Linked DNA regions of Mus musculus: all the other regions are linked to region 2. The links are chromatin contacts, called in public HiChIP or PLAC-seq and promoter capture Hi-C maps. All regions are on one chromosome and are shown on one strand. Each heading gives the region's core, a stretch centred on a gene start, on an enhancer-like site or on the middle of the called end of the contact. The rest is flanking DNA. Distances are from core to core; before and after follow the strand shown.

Region 1 (2,758 bases), core at 4-2,503, 970 kb after region 2:
GTAGGACTCTGTCACAAAACTGAAAACACACTTGTATATAATATATCCAGACTGAATAGGTTGTAGTAATGTATTTAGAAATATATGTATAATATAAATATACATATGCATACAAGTATGCATGTACTATGAGTTGATGCAAAAAGAGATCAGGGGTTTGAAAGAGAGCAAGTGGGTGGATCTAAAGAAGGGTTTGGAGGTAGAAAAGAAAAGGAGGGGAAAGGAGCAGATGGTTGTACAGAAATCTATGTGACTGAAGCCAGGCTTCATTTGAAGACAGTCTGTGCCAGCTTTCAGTCTGGAGTGTCTTGCTATAGCCATACAGATCTCAACTGCCATCTCCATCTTTGCCTAAGCCGGTTTTGAGCCAGGAAGCCGTTAGAGGTGTCTTCATTTACTTGCTAAAAGGCCAGTGCACTCATAGTGCGATCAGTGGCCTCACCTCCAGACCTACCAGGTAACCAGATCACTACTTCACATAACTTCAGGAGTGTTAGGCATCTTGGTCATTTGGAGATTGGCCTCCAGCTTTTATAGCCACTTGTGGAGATCCATCTCTAGACACCCAAACACTTTTGATAGATCTTGAAACATTCCCCTGGCAAAAGCAGTCCAATCTGGAGTTATCTTTTTCTTTTTTCCTAGCGGACAAGAGAAAATTTATGACATCGTGTCCGAGACGATAGAGAATGACTTCCCGACCTGGTTTCACGCTGTAGTTGGACATATCAGCAGCCCCGTGGTGATACTTCCAGCTGTGCTGCTTCTGTTGTGAGTGCTACACCTCCCAGCCCCTAGGGGGCATCATATCTCCCAGCCTACGGGGTCTGTCATAACTTCCAGACTTGAGGAGACACTATTGCCCACAGTCTCCAAGGGGTGCCACACCTCTCAGCCTTCTAGGACAAGTGTGTAGTCACCTGATCACACTGATGTCCAATAATTAAAAAAAAAAAATTAGTCCATTCAGAAAGCACTTACAAGTGTTGATGATCTAAACATTGATCTTGAGCCACACTTGAGAACACAAGGCACCATGCTACAGAGGGATGGCTGCATAGCTCCCAAGTCAACCACACCATCTGGAAGGTTACTGTGGCCACTCTAACAGGTCCGGACACTATGAATACCAGTAGAGTATTCTGCAGAAGTGTAGATAATTTTGAAATGTCATAATTCAGCTGAGTAGCTTATGTTTCTTAGGTCTTTCAGAGAGAAGTGAAACCAGTAGCCACAGCTTGATTGGCTGCAAGGTGCCTGCTGGTCTTGGTGCCTTGTATTTATTGTCAGGGTGCAGAATCTGAAGCAACAGGGGTCAGCTGCGGGAAGCAAAAATTTAAAAAATGAAGTTGTGCTTTCCCAGTGACCACAGGCTGTGAGAAAGAAGGCAGATGTGTTTTTGTTCAAGATTCAGAGGTTAGTGAGGAGGAACCCTCACTTCTGCTGCCCCCGAGCAGGGCTGGGAAGCTACAGAAGCAATTTAAGAACCCTGCTTACTATCCCATGTCCTTCCATGCCAGCATGCTCATCTACTACCTTCAGAGCATCGCGAGATCACTCAAGCTCAGCAGCCAGCAACTCAGGATGCAGATCCAAAATGCAAGTATCATCTGAACTCAGCTCTCATCCATGCCAATGTCAGCCCTGGCCAGATACCTGCACCCTCTCCAGCATGAGAGTCCAAAGCAGCTCCAACCCTCAGATTACAGTGCACATGTGCTATGGTACAAAGTGACTACCCACCGAGTCCCTCCAAGTTATTTCTGAGAATAGCCAGTGGTCACTTGCTTTGGCTGGGAGCAAGCCTGATGCTCACTTAAGCCCTCTTTGCATGGCAGCTCGGTAGACTTTAATAGACTGGTGAAGAGCCACCCCCACCTGGATCAACTTTGACCCCTGAGCCCCTAGTACTATTTGAACCCCAAGCACTCTGCTCTCTTCTTTCTTATTTTTTAGATTTTGTCTGACATAGACTCCTTCCCACCTGGAGTACACACCTCTCCTAAAGTAACCAGATTGAGGCAGATACTCCCTGGCCTTCTGCTTCTGTCTCCTGCTCCCTCAAGGTCAGGAGGAGGCCAAGGAGGTATCCAAGGTACCAAACTCTCTGGGTCGTGTGTATCCTGAAAGTCATACTTCCTTAAGTGAGGCCTCCTGCTCACCTCCTGTCTCTCATCATCACTGAAAAACAACCCCATATCCCCTTTTCACTAGGTAAAGAAAACAACTGCTCCCACACATGCAAATTTATGTAAAGGAGCAACAGCCTGGCTTTGTGAAATGTCAAGTTAGGAAGCCATTTCCAGTTGCAGGGCATTTTGTCCATGGATATCTCCCTAGTGGCTCATTTGTATTTTCTTTGTGACTCAAACCATTTCAGACTGAGCCTCCCTAATCTAAAGATCTGAACTGTTTCAGGACCTGAAAGTCCTTGAGTGTCAGCATGAGGCTGAGAGTAAAATTCCAAAACAGGAAACTCTTTCATGTACAAAAACTGTCGAAAATAATATTCTATAAAGTCACCTCCAGGCTGAATGTGCTCAGTACAAGTAAAGCAAAATGAATCTCAACTGAGACTTGGGCCTCATCCCTAAAATAACCAGAATATGAAACTCTACAGGTCCCAACTCCTTCAGCTACAGGATACTGTTTGCCTTGGCAGAGTTTCACACATGCATGAACTAATTGTTCTTACAGGAAACCCCTCAGGCATAAAACCTTGGCTTTTCCATGTCTACATTTATTCACTCAAAGAATA
Region 2 (2,700 bases), core at 100-2,599:
TGAATATGGACAGATCTTCCATCTTTCCTTCCAACAGGAAAGGAGGCAAAAGATGAGAGGTGGTATGGGGAGGGATGATGGTGAAGAATCTTTGCCCCGTTTTGAGACAATGACTCATGAAGGTAGCCAAAGTTTAAAAACCATTGGCTGAGTGGAACTATGTATGTCATAGTAACTACCCATTTTGTCAAAGATTCTTGTACCTCAGTTATAAAACTGAAAGCAGCTAAGGCAGTGCTCTCGCTGCAACTAAGTGTTTGCAAGGGACATTTCGGCAGAAGTTATTAGCCATGCTTCAAAGCCTAAAGGGGATTCCTCTTACATTGGCAGTCCCCCCAGCTCTGTGGATGGTGATATTATTCTTGAAGAATGTAAAGTCCCTAATATAATGAATTTCCTGATGGGTGGATGGGAAAATAACTTAGTTTGTAGATAAATTCAGATTCAAATACATTTTTTTTCTTACATACAAGATTTTGCAGATTCAAGCCTTAAAAGTTATGTTTGCATCTGTTCAAACATACAAACAATGTTTATTACAAAAGGGGCTGAGAAACTGCTCTCAATCAATATGTGTTGTAGCTGGTTGCCCTTAGAAGGGGATTACAAGTACAAAGGGCTTGGCGTTACTCAGTTACTCTTATTCACTTATCAAAGGTGATCTAACCCCTGGGTAAACAGTAAGCTTGAGGATAGAGAAGAATGTGTTTACTGGTGATGTAAAGTTGTTAGGCAGGACTTACAAACCAAACCTGAGGTTTACGGTGAGGACTATTGCCATTTTTGTCTGTCAGAAAGGCCTCAGGAAAATGTTGCCTTGGCAGGAATAAAAATAGAGTTTAGAGGATGGAAGGTTCTGGGTGGCAAACGAAATACCATGGATACTGTTCTTTTAAGTTAACCAATAGAATCGGTGGGTGACTCCATCACTTACCAGCCATATTTGCTCATACTACTTAGCTGATCTGAACTGTATTTTAGCTTAAATCTCTGGATGGGAAGCCTCAGGGAATGCAAAGAAAATAAGTTTTGCCCAGGAGCTAGCCAAGCAGAGGAAATGGGCAGCATTTAGCAGAGCATAAGGTCGGGGGTGGGGGGTGGGGGGTGGGGGTGGAGTAGGGGTCTCCTCCGGTTCAGGCAAGGGAGTCCTTAGGGGGTGTGCGCGGCGGGGCTCGCGGCTCTGCGGACGCCACACCGGGCGGACGTTTCTTACCCGCAGGTGCAAATCTGGCACAGACACCAGTTCCTCATGCTCTGCGCTCCAGCGTCCCCCTCCGCAGGCTTAGGCTGGCACACTTCAGAGCAGCTACAGCGTCCGCCGTCGTCAAGGCGACCGCGGAACTCCAAGTTGAAGGGAAACGACGTGGCTTCCGGTGATGTTCTAGATGCGCGCGGGTCAGAGGTCACAGGCCCACAGGCCCCGCCCCCAGGCTCCTGCGACTTCCGGTCTGAGCTACCCCTGGAGTCTTAGGTGCGTGGGTGAGGTGCGGCGTGGAGCTGGTGAGTGGGGGGACTTGCTAGGGACGCCGGCGACCAGACGGTGACGGAGACCCGGGGGGGTCATGTCGATTGGGCTGGGCGAGGAGTGTCCCGAGCGGCTGCACTTTATAGGGACCCGGTACTCTCAGCGGCAGCGACTCCAGGAACCCAAGAGGAGGAAGGGCATGCAGACCTCGATTTGCTTCTTTTAATTGGAGAGAGGGGTAGAAGGTGTGTCGTGCACCTGGTGTGTTCCTAGGCACGTGATCCAAAAACTTTTAAGGACACTCAGTGCAGTCACAGGGCCGAAGTTCTCATGTCTGATAAAAGCCAGCAAGCTTGACAGAAAGGCAGACTTTTGGAGGGACTGAAGTAGGGAAGGGTGTGTGTGTGTGTGTGTGTGTGTGTGTGTGTGTGAGAGAGAGAGAGAGAGAGAGAGAGAGACTGACTGTCTGTCTCTGGTGTGTGTGTGTGTGTGTGTGTGTGTGTGTGTGTGTGTATGTATGTATGTATGTATGTATGTGAGTGTGAGTGTGACTTAGCCGGGCGCCTCTGCACCTGGCTCCCAACTGCGTGATTCATCGCATGGCAGATCCGGAAACTCCCAGCTCACCCCACAAGTACTGTCAGCAGGATGTGTGGACTTTACCATGGAACATGGGCCTAAAGGACTATATCCCCTCAGGGCCAGAAGGAAATAGATGTGGCTAAACATTCATTGGGTTCTCAGTTAAGGAATCTGAGGCGACTTGTCAGCATCAGCATCTCCCTCTCAGTTTGTCCATTTGGTTTTCGCTGTTGTGCACACCACCCCCACCCCCACCCCCACTAGATTTTGTACCATTTTTAATTTGCATTTAATGTTTAGTCCCAGGAAATAACCATGGTGCTCAGTGGTGTTGATAAGATGATTCGACTTCAGAAGAACACTGCCAACATTAGGAATATCTGTGTTCTGGCTCATGTTGACCACGGTAAGGCTTTTAGAATTGGGTTTTATTAACAAAGAGGAAATGTCTCTGTTTCATTGGAGCGGTGAGAGTGATGCTTGCTAAGGAGTTGTGTGTTGTGCCATGTCAGAGAAGCATGCTGTAGAACGTTTGAAATAAATGGATTAACGGGTGATTGGTGGTCTGCCCAGTATGTCATACAATGCTTTTGAATTTGGATTTTTGTTAAAATATGGAAAAGTTTCTTGAGATGGTAAAATGTCTGTGGTCT
Region 3 (2,700 bases), core at 86-2,585, 940 kb after region 2:
ACACTTTGTGGTTGTCTGTGCCTTCCTTCTGCTCTGTTGTCTGGGGCACTGCCCTGACCTCTGCTCATGTAGAGTTCTTAATGTGGGCAAGACAGAGTGTTCAGCAGAGCTGAGCCATGCTTTCTAGCACTGCATTAGCCTGCTCAGCTACACACAAGTGTGTTAACTCCCTGCAAGCAGCCAGGGCTCTGGGTGTTCACTAGCAAACAGGTTTGTAATTCCCAAGTGCACCAAAGGCCTTGGCCGGGGATAAGATGTTTGGCTAAAAAGCCAGTGTACAGCTAACAAAGGAAACATGCAGGCGATAAGGGAATGGGCCCCATTTGGCCTTTGTATGGGCAAGATGCCACATTTTCTAAAGCTATACATTTTTTGACCTCCAACATACATGGATTTCCAGAGTCTTGTTTTCTAAGCATTTCTGAGAGAGAGAGAGAGAGAGAGAGAGAGAGAGAGAGAGAGAGAGAGAGAGAGAGAGAGAGAGAGAGAGAGAAACGAGAACCATGTATAGAGGATAGAAGAGGTTCCCTGGAGCTTGAGTTAGAGGTGGTTAGTGGGCTGAACTTAGGTCCTCTGCAAGAGTAGCAAATTCTTTTAATTTATGGGACATTTCTCCAGCCCTGAGATGAAAATAAAATAATATGAAATAAATAAAAATCTTAATTTTTCTCAAACTCAGCTTTATGGGTCATTATGCATACTGATATGTCCATACTTAATACATGTAAGACTAGAACTAAAGTAATCCCGTTTTTTGTTACTAGAACATGGAAGTCTTGAAGGTTGAAACATCATTATTTCTAGAGTTTACTGGTTTCTAAGCATTTGTTAGGTAGCAGGTAGGTAGGTAGCAGGGAAAACATGGGTGGTACTGAGACAACTGTGGCAACATGTAAATGGTTAATGCTTGAAAGTAGCCAGAGGTTCATGGTACTGTGATGTCAACATTTCTGTAAGCTTGACATCTTTCAAAGTACAAAATCAAAAAGATGTAGAGGGAGAAAAGAATAGAGTGCTATTGTCTGTGCCTGGATAGGCAGTGCACTTGCTGTCTCTAAGTCTCTTCTGGAGAGACCCACCACACCCTGCCTCCTATGCTCCTAAAGTGTTTAGCAACTGCCAGCTGTAGTCAGATGTAGAGGAGTTTGCAAGTCTTTGAGCCCTGTCTGGGCACAAGAGATTACTGATGGACTTTAGGAAGAACCAAGACAGCCCTAGGCTACTGGGCCACGCCTCCAACTGTCCCGATCTTAGCCAATCAATGTGAACACACCCACCTCACTGTTACATATGTATGACCCTGGCTGCCCTCCTGGTTTTTCTGCCCTGAGCACCAGATGCAGGCAGACATTTGCTCCTGTTTCTGAAGGAGGAGAGCAGGTCAACTCTGCAGGCCTCTTTCAGACAGCTCATTTGGAACAGAACCCTGCCTGCAAAATCAAGGCTTTCCAATTCCCTGGCTATCCCTAGGGACCATTGGCTACAGACCAGGCCTCATGAAAACCTCAAAGGCATCCCAGCGCTACAGAAGCATTCGGAGAAACGCCAGCCAGTGTTATCTCTACCAGGACTCCCTGCTTCTTGGGTGAGTGCCTTGCTGGGTTCTCCAGTGCAGAAACTTACTTCTCTGGGGTCATGAGGAACTGGGGTGGCGACCACAGCAATGCTCAGAGAGGAAGACAGTTGCAAGCTCCCAGCTCCAAAGCCTGTATCCTGCACTTATTTTGTTGCCTGCCAATTCCACACATGGGCTTCATCTGCTTCTCCCTGCTTCCTCAATTGCTAGCGTCGGAAGAGAGCAGACAAGCCATCTGCTGCCTCTGATAAATCAGGTGTCTGCTGGAAAACGCTTCTGAGCACGGGGATGTGGGCGGGGATGAGAACTGAACGTCTTAGGTGTGTTTCGGGAAGATTTTCTGTTAAATACTGAAACCTCCTCTAACTCTAGAGAAATTTTCCTTTGAGGAAATAAAAGACTTCCTGATCAAAATGAGAGGAAATGTGTTCTTTTGCAAAAGCCATAGGTTACTCATCTCCTTAAAAAAATATTGAGTTACATATTTAGAATTACTATGGAAGAAAGTCCCTGTTAAATGTTGAAAAATTGTTCTACACAGTAGCTATGCCCTAAGGAGTTTGCCCAATGCAGTCATTTAACGCATTTTGTTGTTGTTGTTGTTGTTGTTGTTGTTTGTAAAAACCACTGCCTGCCTCACCTCTTATCTTGTGTTTAAAATGAACACAACAGAGAGGCATCTCCAGGCAACACAGGCCACATGTTTGTTTCTTTTACCTTTAGAGTGGGAGAAAGAGGAATTGTGTCTCCAAGCTTTGCTCCTCACCTCAGTGAGCCTATAGATGACATTGTGTCCCTTCTCAAAACTACTGTTCCTCAAAAATGGAATCAAATGTGGGAATTCCTCTTCTCCTCTCTCCTTTGCTGTCGTTTGCCATGAGAACTTATTCCTTTTCACTGACCACTGAAGTAATAGAATCTACAAATGAGTTTCTAAGGACTGCTGACATTACCAAATTCTGTCAGTCTATGGACACAAACACACACACACACACACACACACACTACAGATGACCCTGGGACAGTGAGATGCAGAAGTTACACAAGAAAGATGCCCTTTGCTGAAAGCAATTCTGTAATCAGATTTCCTCCATGATTCCCCTTTTCCACCCAGTAACTCCGAT
Region 4 (2,700 bases), core at 112-2,611, 830 kb after region 2:
GAGGATGAAGGAGAAAGCCAAGGGTAAATAGAGTCACTAACTGGACATTTGGGAATACAAGTCCCCTATACACTGTCAACATCTCTATTAGGCAGGTTAGGCACAGAGCTTAGGACCTGAGATATATTTAAATATATATATATATATATATATATATATATATATATACATAATTTATATATATATATATATATATACACATAATTTTACTTCAGAAGAATGAAAAAATATGCTTCTGATATTGGTTCTTAGATAATGACCTTTACCTTTACATTGGAGTAATTTTTAATACTGAATTTTAAAAGAAACCTTATGAAAGCAAGTGCCTAGACTCACAAAATCCATAATGCGGTTGCTGCTGTCCTCACTCTGCCAGCCTGTAAAATGGGTTCAATAAAGAGTCCCCCCAGCCCATCCATATCCATGACAACCCACAGGCACCACTTTCCTGTCCCTGGCACTGCACACATTGCATCACTGCTGATTGTTTTACTCTGGGTGGGAAGCAGCCAGACATCTCCATCTCACAGAAGTTGCTGCAGATCTGCCATGTGCCTCGACTAGCACTGTTCTCAAAGAATAGTTTTCTGTGGTTCCCAAATGTATATGTCCATCAAGATGTATCTGAGAACCTCAAAGCAGATCTCCTGAACTTGTGTAATGTGTGTGTGTGTGTGTGTGTGTGTGTGTGTGTGTGTGTGTGTGTATGTGTGTGTGCATATGTGTGTGTTGGCTTCATTCAGGAGGCTCTGGCAGGAGAGGGTAAGAGGAACACTATGAGTTGAGTCTGGGAATTGACCTTGGTCCTTCCCATGCCAGAGTTTGGCAGCGGTTGTTCGTCTGTTTAATGTCTTTCCTAAAGCTCTCACTTTCTTCATGTTCTGTGGGGGAAGCTTCCAGATGGCTGACAACCAAAGGCAACTTGCCATTGCCTTATAAGTTTCATTACCCACCCCTAGATTTGTAAATATACCTTTCATCCAACCCTCTTCACTGCCTCCTCTGAACAGAACCATCCCGCTGGGGTGGGGCTTGGGGGAGGGATGGCTCTTTCCCCATGATCTGTAAACTTCTGGAAGGTAATCCTGCAGTGTAGATGTGGTCACCTTCAGGATCTGCAAACATAAATGCAGTCCCACTGCACGGACTGATTACAGCTCATTCTTTGAGCTTTCAAGGACTGAGCACTTATGCTTTGCTGTCGTATAGTACTGTTGTTGCTTTGTCCTACGGCCAAAGCAGGAGGTTAGTGTTCTCAGCATTAGTCTAGTGAAAGAAACAAATGCACACAGCCAGAGGGTGGTAACTCACTTCAGGTAAGAGGTATAGCCAGAAGCCATCACACTGATTGCCCTCACAGGCCCCGCCTTCCTGGCGAACCTCTCAACACCCAGGCAGAAGGCAGCTGTCATATCTGGCACCTAGATTTGCTTTTCACAGGTTGGCAAGCTGTGGCTACTGGATTATAGACTTCTCAAGTGCAGCCTAGCCTTGCTCCAGTTTCTGGAAAGAGATTTATTGAAATATTTTTTCCCTTGTGATTGATGGGCTTAAAATCCTCACCATGAATCTGGGGGTTGCGGCTCACTTCTTGCCGTTTCTGAGGCAGTGCTGTGGATTGTAATATGCAGCTAGCTACAATAGAGCGGGTGTTTTCCAGGAACAATGCCTGCTTCTATTTAAGTTTTATGGGGGTCCCCACTTAAATTTTCCCCACTTAAAAAGTCCATATATAGCTTTTCTGGTCTAGGCTTTCCCAGAGACACCCAAGGGACACTGAGCCACATCATCCACTCCATAGTAGAAAGGGCAGAAGGAAATGGCACACTTCTGCTTTAACCGTTTGCTGGCAGATGTTTGTGTGAGAAGGCATACCTGCAAGCAATTATATCCCATTCCTGGGATGGCTTACAGACATAGATATGGGAATGGAATAGGATCTAGAGTTTGGCCGGATGTCTCCCTTTTGTATATAATTTAACTCTCTCTGAACCCTGCTTTATTCCCTTGGAATGTGAGATTATGGTTTTGGCTGAAAGGAACAACACAAGACGAGTGCAGGGTAACAGAAGACAGCTCACTACCCAGATGTTAGCCATCTTCTCAGGACATTCTGGGTCATGTGATTTGCTATCTTTTGGTGTGGCTGGGAAGCTCACTCATCTTGAATCTTTTATATTATATGAGTCACGTGGAATTGGTCCCTTGTGCATGGTCCTGTGTCCCCCACAGATTCCATCCACGTGAAGACAGACCTGAAGAGGAAGACAGAACCGTCTTTCAGGCCAGTCCTCTACAGATTGAGGGATAGGTGAAGGACACAGATCTGAGAAGTGGCCAGGCAGGCTTGGAATCTGGCAGTGGGTTTGAGACTCTACCCTTCCCATCTGTATGGACAGGGTGGGTCCACTAATTTACAGAATCCTGTGATTATATGCTGCATTCGTTAGAGACTATCAGGGCAGTAATCCAGTGTGGGCAGGAGCTTTTCCTCAGTATCAGACCCTGCACACGCATGGCCTTGGTAAGATCTTGAGATGCTGAATCAGCTGCTCTGGAACTTACATCTTTCAACTTGGTTTGCTTGCTTGCTTGCTTGCTTGCTTGCTTCCTTGCTTGCCTGCTTGCCTGCTTGCTTGTAATAGGTTTCATAGAGCCCATGCTAGCTTTGAACTGACTGTGCAGCCACACACAACACGG
Region 5 (2,700 bases), core at 15-2,514, 910 kb after region 2:
CTTATTCTCCCAGACACAATATTTATTCTTGCTTCTGTGCAGGTTTCTAAATGGTGTATGAGGCGTATAACATAAGAAGTGTCTCAGTTGAGGCCCATTGGACTTGCAAACTTTATATGCCCCAGTACAGGGGAACGCCAGGGCCAAAAAGGGGGAGTGGGTGGGCAGGGGAGTGGGGGTGGGTGGGTATGGGGGACTTTTGGTATAGCATTGGAAATGTAAATGAGCTAAATACCTAATAAAAAGGGGGAAAAAAGAAAATAAAACAGATAAACAAAATAAAAAAAAAAGAAGTGTCTCAGTTACTTCAGGCTCCTCCACTTGCTTATCTTTTTGTGTCTGTGGTATGTATGTAAATGTCTGTGTTCATGTGTATATACACATGTGTGCAGTTGCACATATATATCTCTGCATGCTCAGAGTTCAATATTGGCATCTTCCTCAGCTGATCTCTCTGTTTTTTTTTTCTTTTTAAAAAAATTAGCATATTTTAAATTGAAATAAAATTACATCACTTTCCCCCTCTCTTTGCTCCCTTAAGCCTCTCCTAGGGACCCCCTCTCTCTCTAGGGACTCACCAACTCTAATGCTCACCTACTGTAAAGTTAATAGCCCCTTTTTCTTTTGTTCTTGTTGTAACATACATATGTAGGTAGTATACACATGTATGCATGTATGCATAAATATATCAATACAGCCTGATGCATTATTTTTTGTTTTCTGTGTGTATGTGATTTCAGACATGCCCACTCGGCATTTGACAACAATAAGACTAATTCCTGGGAGAGGCTACTTTTCTTTCTCTCCATGGTCATTTGTTGCCTATAGTTCTTTGCCTAGGGGTGGAGCTTTGAGAAACCTCCCCCTTTCTATATTAGCATGTTTATTGGTAATATCATTGTTCTATCTTATGTATGCAGCCATTTCTAGGGTGGTCCCATGACTGCTGAAGATACCACATCTTAGGACACCAGGATTCAGATGATTCATGCTGGATCTGACCAACAAGCCTCCTTCCTGCAGTCCAGTGCCAATGGTGCCAGAAATACTATGCCAGATACCAGGGCAGGGAGGCAATCAAGCAGCCCTACCTATCTGCTACATTTATGAACCGTGACATCTACTCAGGATATTCATACCTCAAGTGGCACTCACAAGTTGATAGTAATCAGCAGCTGTCTAATTGGACTTAAGATCCACTCAACAGAAAGGAAACCATGCCTGGTATTGGGAAATTAGCCAACTTCCCATGGTTAATGAGGTCATGGGTCTTAGAAAAGAATCTACTACAACCACTTTGCTAGGCCATAATAATTTCGTACTGTAGTCTAACTCTTATCCTTATACCCACATATAATGTAGCTCCACCCTTCAAAAGCAAACAGGAAACTACAACTAAACACAATGCAGAGATCAAAGGATGGTGGGGATCCCAGCCTCAACAGATACATCTACATCACAGCTTCTGCATCTGTGGATCATAGGACATTGAGGAAGAGAAGGAAAAAAGATTTCAAAATACAGAATGCCAGAAAGTCTGCTGTAAACGTGTCCCCTCTTATTTTTTCTTTTTATTTATTCTTCTCTTATACAATACAATACAATACAATACAATACAATACAATACAATACAATACAAAACAACCACAGCATCCCCTCCCTCCACTCCTCCCAGTCCCCCACCATCTCTCCTCTACCCCAGATTCAATGCTTCGCCATTTCCCTTCAGAAAATGGCAGGTCTCCCAAGAATATCAACTGAACACAGCCGTAGCAAGATGCAGCAAGATCCTCATAATCACAAACCCTCACAATCAAGGCTGGATGAGGCAATCAAGTAGGAGGGAAAGGATTCCAAGAACAGGCAAAAGAGTCAGATATTCCCACTCCCACTGTTAGGAGTCCAACAAAACCCCAAGCTAAACAAACACCACATATTTGCAAAGGACCTACAGATCTGTGAAGGCACCATGATTACCACTTCAGTCTCTGTGAGCCCCTATGAGCCCTGCTTAGTTAATTCTGAGGGCCATGTTCTTCTGGTGCTTTGACCCCTCTGGCTCTTAAAATTCTTCCTCCCCCTCTTCCACAGGGCTCCCTAAGCTCTGCATAATGTTTGGTTATGGTTCTCTGGATCTGCTCCTATCAGATGCTGGTGGAAGCCTCTCTGCTGCTAATAGGGCTAGGCACTGATCCTAAGTCTCTGGGCCATCCAGCTTCCAGTTCCTGGCCATCCAGGGTTAGCACCTTCTTGTGGCTTGAACCTCAAGTTAGACTAGTCACTGGTTGGCCACTCCCAAATCTCTAAGCCACTCTTGCCCCAGCACACCTTGCAAGCAGGTCAGGTTGTGGGTAGAATGTTTTGTGGCTGGGTTGGTGTCCCAGTCTCACCACTGAATGCCTTGCCTGGTTACAGAAGATGGCTGGTTCAGGCTCCATATTCTCCATTTACTAGGAGGCCTCACTAGGATCACCCTCAGAGATTCCAGGGAATTTCCATTGCACTAGGTCTCCACAACTATCCCCAAATGTCCCCTAGTTCCAGTCTTCTCTCCCCATACTCTCTTCTTCCTTCCTCCCCCCCCCTTCCCCAACCTGATCCCTCTTGTTCCCATGCCTGCCTGCCCCAGTCCACTCAGAAAATGTCTACTCTATTTCCCCATCTCAGGAAGGTCTATGCAAGAGCTCTCCTTATTATGTA

Evidence for each region. Promoter capture Hi-C pulls out the DNA fragments that hold promoters and counts their contacts. HiChIP or PLAC-seq counts read pairs in DNA pulled down with a chosen protein or histone mark.
Region 1: a contact with region 2 is called in an H3K4me3 HiChIP or PLAC-seq map of bone marrow-derived macrophages, with 7 times the contacts expected there. The contact joins the enhancer-like site here to the promoter of Saxo2 in region 2. A contact is called at or near these places in 6 of 39 promoter capture datasets (the 3T3-L1 cell line, the C10 cell line, cranial neural crest and 2 more), 3 of 115 datasets of contacts at active chromatin or transcription factors (astrocytes, bone marrow-derived macrophages and stem cell-derived neural progenitor cells) and 1 of 9 other capture datasets (liver).
Region 3: a promoter capture Hi-C map of the HPC-7 cell line shows a contact between it and region 2. The contact joins the promoter of Tmc3 here to the promoter of Saxo2 in region 2. A contact is called at or near these places in 12 of 39 promoter capture datasets (the C10 cell line, the HPC-7 cell line, HPC-7-derived erythroid cells and 8 more), 1 of 115 datasets of contacts at active chromatin or transcription factors (stem cell-derived neural progenitor cells) and 2 of 9 other capture datasets (embryonic stem cells and pancreatic islet).
Region 4: a contact with region 2 is called in a promoter capture Hi-C map of the C10 cell line, with 3 times the contacts expected there. The contact joins the enhancer-like site here to the promoter of Saxo2 in region 2. A contact is called at or near these places in 7 of 39 promoter capture datasets (3T3-L1-derived adipocytes, the C10 cell line, cranial neural crest and 4 more), 1 of 115 datasets of contacts at active chromatin or transcription factors (astrocytes) and 1 of 9 other capture datasets (macrophages).
Region 5: an H3K4me3 HiChIP or PLAC-seq map of bone marrow-derived macrophages shows a contact between it and region 2, with 10 times the contacts expected there. The contact joins the enhancer-like site here to the promoter of Saxo2 in region 2. A contact is called at or near these places in 12 of 39 promoter capture datasets (the 3T3-L1 cell line, the C10 cell line, the HPC-7 cell line and 7 more), 6 of 115 datasets of contacts at active chromatin or transcription factors (astrocytes, bone marrow-derived macrophages, cardiomyocytes and 3 more) and 4 of 9 other capture datasets (adipose tissue, liver, macrophages and 1 more).

The regions. Positions count from the first base shown.
Region 1 is chr7:83,615,213-83,617,970 of GRCm38.p6, forward strand. Tmc3 (transmembrane channel-like gene family 3) reads left to right here. Exons shown (of 23, transcript NM_177695.4): 18 at 646-771; 19 at 1,521-1,599. The region is part of intron 1 of Gm16638 (predicted gene, 16638); the gene reads right to left. Among named protein-coding and RNA genes, the nearest start is that of Gm16638, 15 kb to the right of the region's middle. Within about 2 kb of position 1,254, at least 41 of the 459 cell types and tissues checked have an H3K27ac peak or open chromatin away from gene starts, as enhancers often do. A contact at or near this core is called in bone marrow-derived macrophages, where this site is marked.
Region 2 is chr7:82,647,179-82,649,878 of GRCm38.p6, forward strand. Saxo2 (stabilizer of axonemal microtubules 2) reads right to left here and starts at 1,350. Exons shown (of 3, transcript NM_177894.4): 1 at 1,214-1,350. The coding sequence starts at 1,251. Efl1 (elongation factor like GTPase 1) reads left to right here and starts at 1,436. Exons shown (of 20, transcript NM_175317.3): 1 at 1,436-1,500; 2 at 2,348-2,453. The coding sequence starts at 2,363.
Region 3 is chr7:83,583,596-83,586,295 of GRCm38.p6, forward strand. Tmc3 (transmembrane channel-like gene family 3) reads left to right here and starts at 1,336. Exons shown (of 23, transcript NM_177695.4): 1 at 1,336-1,585; 2 at 2,691-2,700. The coding sequence starts at 1,497.
Region 4 is chr7:83,474,255-83,476,954 of GRCm38.p6, forward strand. No RefSeq gene overlaps it. Among named protein-coding and RNA genes, the nearest start is that of Gm10610, 75 kb to the right of the region's middle. Within about 2 kb of position 1,362, at least 17 of the 459 cell types and tissues checked have an H3K27ac peak or open chromatin away from gene starts, as enhancers often do.
Region 5 is chr7:83,555,462-83,558,161 of GRCm38.p6, forward strand. No RefSeq gene overlaps it. Among named protein-coding and RNA genes, the nearest start is that of Gm10610, 6.2 kb to the left of the region's middle. Within about 2 kb of position 1,265, at least 4 of the 459 cell types and tissues checked have an H3K27ac peak or open chromatin away from gene starts, as enhancers often do. A contact at or near this core is called in bone marrow-derived macrophages, where this site is marked.